2 separate regions of the Oncorhynchus mykiss genome follow, and region 2 is linked to region 1. The links are chromatin contacts, called in public Hi-C maps. All regions are on one chromosome and are shown on one strand. The core of a region is the stretch at or near the end of the contact, and the rest is flanking DNA. Distances in the headings are between cores, read along the strand shown.

What was found. Hi-C and Micro-C count contacts between places; a contact is called where the count stands out from the background.
Region 2: a Hi-C map of liver shows a contact between it and region 1, with 4 times the contacts expected there. The contact joins the enhancer-like site here to the promoter of LOC110506419 in region 1. A contact is called at or near these places in 3 of 3 Hi-C or Micro-C datasets (blood and liver).

The regions. Positions count from the first base shown.
Region 1 is chr26:22,859,555-22,864,392 of USDA_OmykA_1.1, forward strand. It overlaps LOC110506419 (paraplegin), which reads right to left and starts at 1,839. Exons shown (of 17, transcript XM_021586012.2): 1 at 1,116-1,839; 2 at 869-971; 3 at 691-783; 4 at 372-613. The coding sequence starts at 1,331. It overlaps LOC110506421 (ankyrin repeat domain-containing protein 11), which reads left to right and starts at 4,117. Exons shown (of 14, transcript XM_036964476.1): 1 at 4,117-4,562.
Region 2 is chr26:22,979,869-22,984,706 of USDA_OmykA_1.1, forward strand. LOC110506421 (ankyrin repeat domain-containing protein 11) reads left to right here. Exons shown (of 14, transcript XM_036964476.1): 5 at 3,547-3,679. Among protein-coding and RNA genes, the nearest start is that of slc22a31, 31 kb to the right of the region's middle. Within about 2 kb of position 2,898, at least 7 of the 11 cell types and tissues checked have an H3K27ac peak or open chromatin away from gene starts, as enhancers often do. A contact at or near this core is called in liver, where this site is marked.

The DNA of each region.
Region 1 (4,838 bases), core at 589-3,088:
ACCGAACATCATCTAGATACCTGTGCTTATAAAATAGGTGACATGGTCATCACAACATTAAAGTGGTGATGGAATGTATCAACACACTAAAAACTGAGGGGTATACTACAAAGTAGGATCAATGAGTTAGCCAGCTAACATTGATAAGCAACCAGAAATAACTATTGATTTTCTGGTTCATTAAAAAGCTAAATTTAGATATGCGTTTTCATTTGTTTAATAAATTAGACCATGCCCATTTCAAGCTCATCTTTCAAAAAAAAAAAGTTAATCTGAATACTTAGGCAAGTTAACGGGCTAACCCCTTGATTCTGCTTTGTAGTATACTGTACATCAGTGTCCAGATTCTAGAATGAGGAAATGGAACGTACAGGCCTTCCGAAGATGACTGCTCCTGGGTGGAGGTAGATTTCCACGATGTCGCTCTCAGGGACCACCTGCACACGAGACACCTCACCCTTGGCCAGCATCTCATTGACAAAGTCATTCCAGGAGATGTTTCCCCCGCTGGTATTGATGGAGTTGAGGAGGCTCATGATGAGGGCGATGATGAAGAGAGTGCGCAGACGTTCCTTATACATCTGATCCTCTTGCTCCCGCCGCTTCTTCTCCTCTGAAAGACAATGGGGAATTAAGATGGGCAGCTAACATCTCCTGTGTTTCTTACTGACCTTGAGGTTTCTTACTGACCTTCATCTTCCTCTGGATTTTTTCCCTTAGGTCCATCACTCTTCTTTTTATCTTGTTGGTTAGACTGAGATGTACTGAAATTATTTGTGGAATCTGGAATGATAGATTACGAGCCAGTGCCATCAGACTGGGAATTATTAGACCATCTTCGAAATTAGTGGGTGGGGTGGCTGCTTACCTAAAACATTCCACAGGCCAACAGGGTTTTTGAACAAGTTGTTCTTGATCAGAAGTTTACGCATTGCTGTCAATCTGGGACTCATGGGTCTGTGTAGCAGTTGCTGGAGAAAGAAGTGGTAACATAATATTAAACTAGGACCTTTTCCTGTTGCTCATGGTTACAGTAGCTACAGGAGTGGCATGACCATTGTGATATGAATGACAGTCAGCTATTGTCATGGTGGAAACAAAGACAGGCAACTAACCTGAATGAGTCCAGGGTTGAGGCCATTATGTGGTTGAGTCACAAATGGACGAATTGAGCCTGATAATCTTTTACAGTTCATACATGTCGATTGCTGCAGTTTGGCGCCATCGTTGTTTTGACGGTTGTTGACAAATTGACAATTGGTGCGTCGCGACACGGTCCATATTATGGTCTTGTAATTTCTACAAGAACTGGCACGTCGCAGAGCTGCCATTACACTGAAAGCTAGGCTACCTAACGTTCGCACAGGTTAGATACAACCACAGTACAGCTGGCTAGCTAATAAAACTGACATGGTCGCCATTAACAGTGCATTCACGACCTGGCTAGCAAACGTCAGTAATGACAATGGGCTTTCGATCTTGAGATTGCAGTAGTGGTCAGCGCGGCATTTTATTATAAAAAAACATGTAATTAAATAGTTAGCTAACTGTTGTTATTCAACATGGCAAGTATAATAAAGATGGTTTGCTACATTAAAGACATATCACTCCTCACACTGATCCGTCCTCAGTATATGTACAACTGTCTCTGTATCTTATTCGACAAGATTTCGTTCACAAATCCTTTGATATGCTCTGAAATGTAGATTTACCCATCATTCTGTTTTGGTAACGAATTTGTATCTTTACAGCAAGGTCCGTGAATTAAATGGGTCAAATTCCTTGTTCAGCTGACCACGAGAATAAATAAGCACATACATATCCTGACGCAATTAAAAAGTATTTGCTGAACCCCGCACTTTAACCCCAAGCGCAACAGTTCGTCTGACCAAAAAGCATTTACATATCTGGTTTTATTATATATTCACGCCGAGATAGGCATAACTTTCAATTTGCGGAAAATATATAATTTATTGTCATTAAATATATATATAGAAAAGTTATTAGTGAACCCTAGTCTGATTACGTCACGACGTTGCATCATGAGCATTCTACCTGCGCAGGATTTTCACTTCCAGCAAACACGTTCATTGAAATAAAAATGGCACATAGAATAGATGCCAACTGTCCGGAAATACAAAAATAAACTTATTATCGAGATTGTGCGCTGATAAATCATTGTATTTGACTTATCTGCCTCTCGTGTGTTAAATAAAGTCTAAGGACTTCTCTGCTGTAGTTACAAAAGTAGCCACCAGAGGATTCATTGTGTTTATACTTGTACTTTTAGCAGTAAAATCATGGTGAAACAGCTTGGAAAGTTTTGTTGTTCATAAAGGTTTGTGCATGACATTGTGATTGTAAAAGCTGCCCTGCCTAAGAAATACCAGATAAAATCTGATAGACTGGTAGACTAAGGTAATACCAAAAATTATATACTCGGTGGTAGCCTAATACAAGGCTGAAGTGGAGCGGTTTGAGAGCTTCCTCTGTGTCTACAGCACTAAGGATCTTTCATGGTCTGAACACGGCCAACACAGTCATGAAGAGGTCACACAACAAAACCTGAAAAGACTCTGCATGGGCCCTCAGATCCTCAAAAAGTTCAACAGCTGCACCATTGAGAGCATCTTGACTGGCTGCATCACTGCATGGTATGGCAACTGCTTGGCATCCGGCCTCAAGGTGTTACAGAGGGTAGTGCGTGAGGCCCAGTACATCACTGGAGTCGAGCTCCCTGTCACCCAGGACCTCTATACTATACAGTGTCAGAGGAAGGCCCTAAAAATTTTCAATGACTCCAGCCACCCAAGTCATAGACTGTTCTCTCAGCTACCACACGGCAAGCGGTAACAATTAGTTAAAATGGTAACCAAATAGCGGTACCAATTAGTTCAATAGTTAACCAATTAACTACCCAGACAATCTACATTTACCCTTTTCGCACAAAAGTTTTTTTGACTCATCACATACACTGCTGCTATTGTTTATTATCTGTCACTTTATTTCTACTTATACGTACATAATAATACAATTAATAATAATAGATGTGCAGGGTTACGAGTTAATTGAGATAGATATGTGTTTTACATTACTATTTACTATTCTTTTTCTATTTTCTTTCTCTTTGCATTGTTGGGAAGGGCCCTTCCTTTCACTTTTACATACACGTAAGTAAGCCTTTCACTTTTAGTCCACACCTGTTGTTTACAAAGCATGTCACAAAAACAAAACAAAAATAACTCCTAAAAGCATGCAGTACAACGTGTATGTCCATTTAATATTGTAGAGGACCTAAAAACAAATTATTCTCTGAAAGAGTCAAAATAAAGGCTCACCCCATCACCGTGACGAACATTACAATAAGCCAATGAGAAAACAGATTTAAGATATTTATTTTTTATCTTAACCAATGATAGCTCTTCTTACATCTCCGTGCATGTCATGTTGCCGCCCAGCAGAGGCCGCTATTCAATCGGTGCAATCGATATGTATTACCAAACAACCCAAACCTGTCTGACTTTCAAAATGTGCAGAGATCATCAACAACAACAATGTTATGACATTGAGACATTGAAATCATGTATTGATGATTGCACTGAGAAAAAGTGTTTTGGAAGTGAAATAGGATATTCAGACCTGTCCTACCTGTGATCTGGACATTTTTAAAAATGTATTTTACCTTTATTGACATGTGGGTCATACTAGGCTGCTAGTTATCTGTAAAGGTGCTATGGTTCAACTGACATCATGAGTACGATCAGATTTAAGTATGCAATAATATGTTTGTTCACGTGAATAATAACACGATAAGAGATGTCTTTCTCCATCACGCTGGGCGAGATCAATCAAGTGCACCCAGCCTTCGTACTCCATTTCCTTTGCTTTTCTCCCAACTGTATAATGGAGATGGGTCCCCAAACATGGAAACTGAAGTACTCGGTCAACCATGTTCGCGCCTTCAGATGATTGTGTCAATGTAGATTTGGTACATTGATTTGATCCATAATGGCGCCAGTTTCATCGGTGCACAAATAGTACCCGCCCACATTCAAGAGCCAATCACAATCAGTGTTTCATTTGGCATCTTTCTCTTTCCTTCAGCCCCATATCGAAGCCAAATCCCGTCTGGAAACAGTTTGCAAGGGGTAGTTTAAAGAAGATTAAGCCGAAACAAAATATCGTTTTTAGCTACTTTAAGTTGACCTCTCAAGGCTCCAGTTTTGATTATTGGGCATACAAATCTTCATTTCAGACCATGGTCACAAAATAAAAATTGTACAAGGACGTTTTCGAGAAGATTTTAAGCTGTATGTGTCGATTGTTGGTGTTCAGGAATTAGCAAGCTAGTTAGCACTAGCCTAGAAATATTAGCTAGCTAACTAGCCTAGCTTGCTAACGTTAGCTTCAAGTAGTCTGATTTTCAACTGAGATGTTTGCAGTATTTCTTGGATGTCTACGGACGGCAGATTGCTAAACCAGAGGGCCTCAAATGGGAAAAACAAGCATCGGACAGGAATATCGGGGATAAGCTTCTCGACGTAACTCAGATTCCGTTGAAGGTAAGACGCAATAACATTAGTTGGCTAGCTAGCTGTGTTTGTTAGTGAACTAGATATACTAGCTAGTTATACCGTTAGCCGTAGCTGTCTAGCTAACTAGATAACATGGCTTCATGCTCGAGTCGAAGAAATGTGTTATGAAGCTAGCTGACCCCCCACCCCTCCCCCAGTCCAGCATTCTAACTGCGTAACAGTACGCGTTTAACTAGCAAAATGACAAGTAAGGGCTTAATCTAGGCGAAACCCGTGGCATACTAGCCTGCGAGTAGTTTGTTG
Region 2 (4,838 bases), core at 1,648-4,147, 120 kb after region 1:
TATTGGTCACATACACATGGTTAGCAGATGTTAATGCGAGTGTAGCGAAATGCCTGTGCTTCTAGTTCCAACAGTGCATTAATATCTAACAAGTAATCTAAAAATTCCCCAACAACTACCTAATACACTCAAATCTAAAGGGGTGAATGAGAGTATGTACATATGGAGGAGCGATGGCTATGCGGCATAGGCAAGGTGCAGTAGATGGTATAAAATACAGTATTTACATGTAATGTAAGAAATGTAAACTTTTATTAAAGTGGCATTATTTAAAGTGCCATTGTTTAAAGTGACTAGTGATCAATTTATTAAAGTGTCCAGTGATTGGGTCTCAGTGTAGACAGCAGCGTCACTGAGTTAGTGATGGCTATTTAACAGTCTGGTGGCCTTGAGATAGAAGCTGTTTTTCAGTCTCTCGGTCCCAGCTTTGATGCACCTGTACTGACCTCGCCTTCTGGATGATAGCGGTGTGAACAAGCAGTGGCTCGGGTGGTTGTTGTCCTTGATGATCTGTTTGGCCTTCCTGTGACATCAGGTGCTGTAGGTGTCATGGAGGGATGGTAGTTTGCCCCCGGTGATGCGTTGTGCAGACCACACCACCCTCTGGAGAGCCTTACGGTTGTGAGCAGTTGCTGTACCAGGTTGTGACACAGCCCGACAGGATGCTCTCAATTGCGCATCTGTAAAAGTTTGTGGGATTTAGGTGACAAGCCAAATTTCTTCAGCCTCCTGAGGTTGAAGAGGCGCTGTTGCGCCTTCTTCACCAAACTGTCTGTGGAACTTAAAACTTTCCACCTTCTCCACTGCTGTCCAGTCAATGTGGATAGGGGGGTGCTCCCTCTGCTGTTTCCTGAAGTCCACGATCATCTCCTTTGTTTTGTTGACGTTGAGAGGTTATTTTCCTGACACCTGACTCCGAGTGCCCTCACCTCCTCCCTGTAGGCTGTCTCGTCGTTGTTGGTGATCAAGCTGTTGTGTTTTCTGCAAACTTGATGATTCCGATATGTTCACTGATATATCGTGCATCCCCACTTAAAATACAAGTTGGCAAAATGCACTATGTCAAACAGTTGTTATTTTGTTTTTTTACCCACGTGAATTATTGCAACACTTGCAACTTATACACGTGTCCCGCTCTCTGAAACGTTCCTTGCTACTGTATTGAATGCACTATGAATACCATCACACAACCCTACCCTTTAAATACAGACATGCTTTCTGTGTTTCTAGATGTAGCCTAGAGCCAGGGAAATGGCTGTATGTAGTGTTGCATCAGCTTAATGACTCATGATATAGCAAGGTTATGTGCTTTAGCCAGCCAGCTATATATGACTCATCTGAGTAGGTAGTCCAGGTTTTATCTATGAAGTAATCTTCTTTATTTCTGACCAATGAAGTGGAGGCTGCTGGCACTGTGTGGCAAATGTAGATCCTCATGCATCAAAAACAGCATTACGTTCCTGGGCAGGCAGGCCACGGCATTCTGCTGTAGTCAGCCTGACACTGAGACACTCAGACAAAACATGAGAGATTAGTTCCTAGAGATTTTCTCCCTAGGTTCTATGTTAGACCACTGAACATCATTTCCCAGAAGTGGATTCTAATGAACGGAGCTGTTAATTAGATGTGAGCAGAGTTGTAATGGTAACGTAATAACAGGTGTCATTTCCTGTGTTATTGTTTCTCAACATGGTTGTGATACTAGGGATTAGGGAGACATTTCAGTGGGGTTTTCCCCTAGGTAGTGTGGAGAGCTGTCCCTTTAAATGGCAGCTAAAGCCAGCTTGTGTTTTTGTGGACGTGTTGCCAGCATGGACAGCCACAGTGGGCTTAGACGCAGAATGATGATGTCATGGTAATCAATGGGGCAGCAGCAACCCAGAGGTGCAGCTTTACGCGCGTCTGCTATGTACAGCCTTCCACACCGAATTGCATCAGACTCTGGGAGGGAGAGGAGGAGCGAGAGCATTGCTAGGAGACCAGTAAACATGGTCTCTCATGAAGGCAGCCTTGAAGCAGTGGCTCACAGCTGTCTTTTTAATTCGGCTCTCTTTTCTCCGCGTGTTGCAGCAAGACTTGCTCTGCCTAGCGCTAACGCCTCTGTCTGTCTTGACATGTTGTTTTGTGTGTGCCTGTGTCAGCTGTCTGTATACTGTGTACTGTCTTTCTGTTTGGAAATTCCTCCTACATGTAGACCGACAAATAATGTGTCTCGTTCCCTCCCTCCCTCTCGCTGGTGTACAGAGTTACTGCTAAGCCTAGCTCTAAGCAGCAGGAAGAGCTTGCTGTGTGTCTACACTGTACTGTAAGGGTGACATCATAGTCTCATGACTGTAGGAGTGCTGGGGGCTGGGACTTGCCAGGGCGGGCTGCAGAGCGAGCCACTGTACAGCAGTGGGAACTAGCCTGAGAAAGAGAGAGCGTTCTGCTGCTACATTCCACCTCTTATCTGATCGGATTCTGCGTCTCCGCTCTGTGGTAAACAGCCACCTACACAGAGCTCTTTAATTAGCCTTCCTTACCACAGACGGCACCCGGCCGACAACCCAGCTGCTCTGGCCCTCTAAATCTAGCGTTTAGAAAAAGAGGCATTACATAAGGTTTTATTTATTTGTTTTATAATCGTTTGCGATGTATTTAATTATAGCAATCATTCAAATCTGGGTTCGCAGAGTTCTACTACAAACTAAAACCATCAGGTTGCAGTTAATAGCCTGGTATTTGAATATATAAGCAGTATATTGTATAGAAGAGAGATATTTTCCTGTCTTTGGAACACTACACTAAAATCCTTGCTCCTTTTTCTTATGAAGTGTTAGATCTCCCTGCTCCTTAGAGCTAAATGTGAGGAGGGTGTTTCGTGTGAGAGCCGAGCAGACAGGCCCCGATCAGAGCTGCTGCATGCCCCTTTAACAGCAGTCTTTTGGGCCAGGCAGGCCGAGGGAGAGGCAGCGCTGTACTGTGCTGTATAGACAGAACGTCAGCCGGAGGGAGCCGTTGGTGCCGGAGCAGGCCGCTTGCTGGCGGGGGGACGGGAGCTTCTGATGGGTTCCAGTTGCCGTGGACCACAGACCCCGGGGGTGTTACCGCTCCTTCCATCTCTCTCTTTCCATTTGGGACTGTCTGCCTCTGCTCTCTGCTGCCGGAACACCGAGAGGAAATTCCATGGAAAAGTCACGCTCTGCAAATCCCCTAATCGCTGGAAGTCTCTAGACGCTGCAGTGTAAAGCTTTGGGAAACACAGCTGCCGCCTGCCTGTCTCTTTGTGTCCCTCAGTCAATGTGTCCTGGCCTGGATGGCCTGTGTCCCTCTGTCTCTGTCTGTTCAGGCTCTGTCTTTTCCCAAATGCTAAGGGAAGTCTCCAACGTTAGGCCAAAGCTTGGCACTCGTCTAGAGGAAGTTCTATAAATATCCTTCCACATCAGCCCTTTCATTTTAATCTACAGTTTTAGTAGCTAGTAGTGTACCCCATAAATGATCATCTGTGTGTCTTTACTGTTATAGCTGTACAATATGGTGTTCATGTTTTCTTTTTTTATTTGCCAGGATAAAGTATTGTCAAACAAGACTCCTAAATTGGACCGCAGCGATGGCGTCAAAGAGATGAAAGAGAAGGCATCCAAGAGGAAGCTTCCCTTCACTGTTGGAGCCAATGGAGACCAGAAAGATTCTGACTCAGGTAAGACTGGAGGGGGAGGGGATGTTACATCACTTCCTCAGCCTGGCAGTGCATGCTGGAAGAATTAAATGAAATTACATTTAGTTTTTTTGTAGAGTTTTTTTTTTTAACCTTCATTTAACTAGGCAAGTCAGTTAACTTCTCTGGGATATGTGGGACAATAGCGTCCCACCTCGCCAACAGCCAGTGAAATTGCAGGGCGCCAAATTCAAAACAACAGAAATACCCATTTTAAAATTCCTCAAACAGACAAGTATTTTATGCCATTTTAAAGATAAACTTCTTGTAAATCCAGCCACAGTGTCTGATTTCAAAGAGGCTTTACGGCGAAAGCACACCAAACGATTATGTTAGGTCAGCACCTAGTCACAGAAAACCATACAGCCATTTTCCAGCCAAGGAAAGGGCTCACAAACATCAGAAATAGCGATTAAATTAATCACTAACCTTTGATCTTCATCAGATGGCACTCACAGGACTTCATGTTACACAATATATGTGTGTTTTGTTCGATAAAGTTAATCTTTGTCCAAAAACCTCATTTTAAATTGGTGTGTTATGATCAGAAATGCATTGTCTCAAACAAACATCCGGGGAAAGTACAGAGAGCCACATCAAATTACAGAAATACTCATAATAAACATTGATAAAAGATACAGGTGTTATACATGGAAATATAGATAAACTTCTCCTCAATGCAACCGCTGTGTTAGATTTCAAAATGGCTTTACGGCGAAAGCACACCTTGCGATTATGTTAGGTCAGCGTTAGTCACAGAAAAACATCCAGCCATTTTCCAAAGAAGGAGAGGTGTCAGAAATAGCGTTATAAATATTCACTTACCTTTGATGATCTTGACAGGAACGAACTCCCAGGAATACCAGTTCCACAATAAATGTTTGTTTTGTTCGATAAAGTCTCCTTTTTGTTTGCGCATTTAGCCCAGTATTCCAAATGCATATAATCATTTGTTCAGACGAAATGTCAAAAAAGTTCTATTACAGTTCGTTGAAACATGTCAAACGATGCATAGAATCAATCTTTAGGATGTTTTTAGCATAAATCTTCAATAATGTTCCAACCGGATAATTCCTTTGTCTTTAGAAATGCAATGGAACGCAGCTACCTCTCACAGGCACACGCGTGATCAGCTCATGCC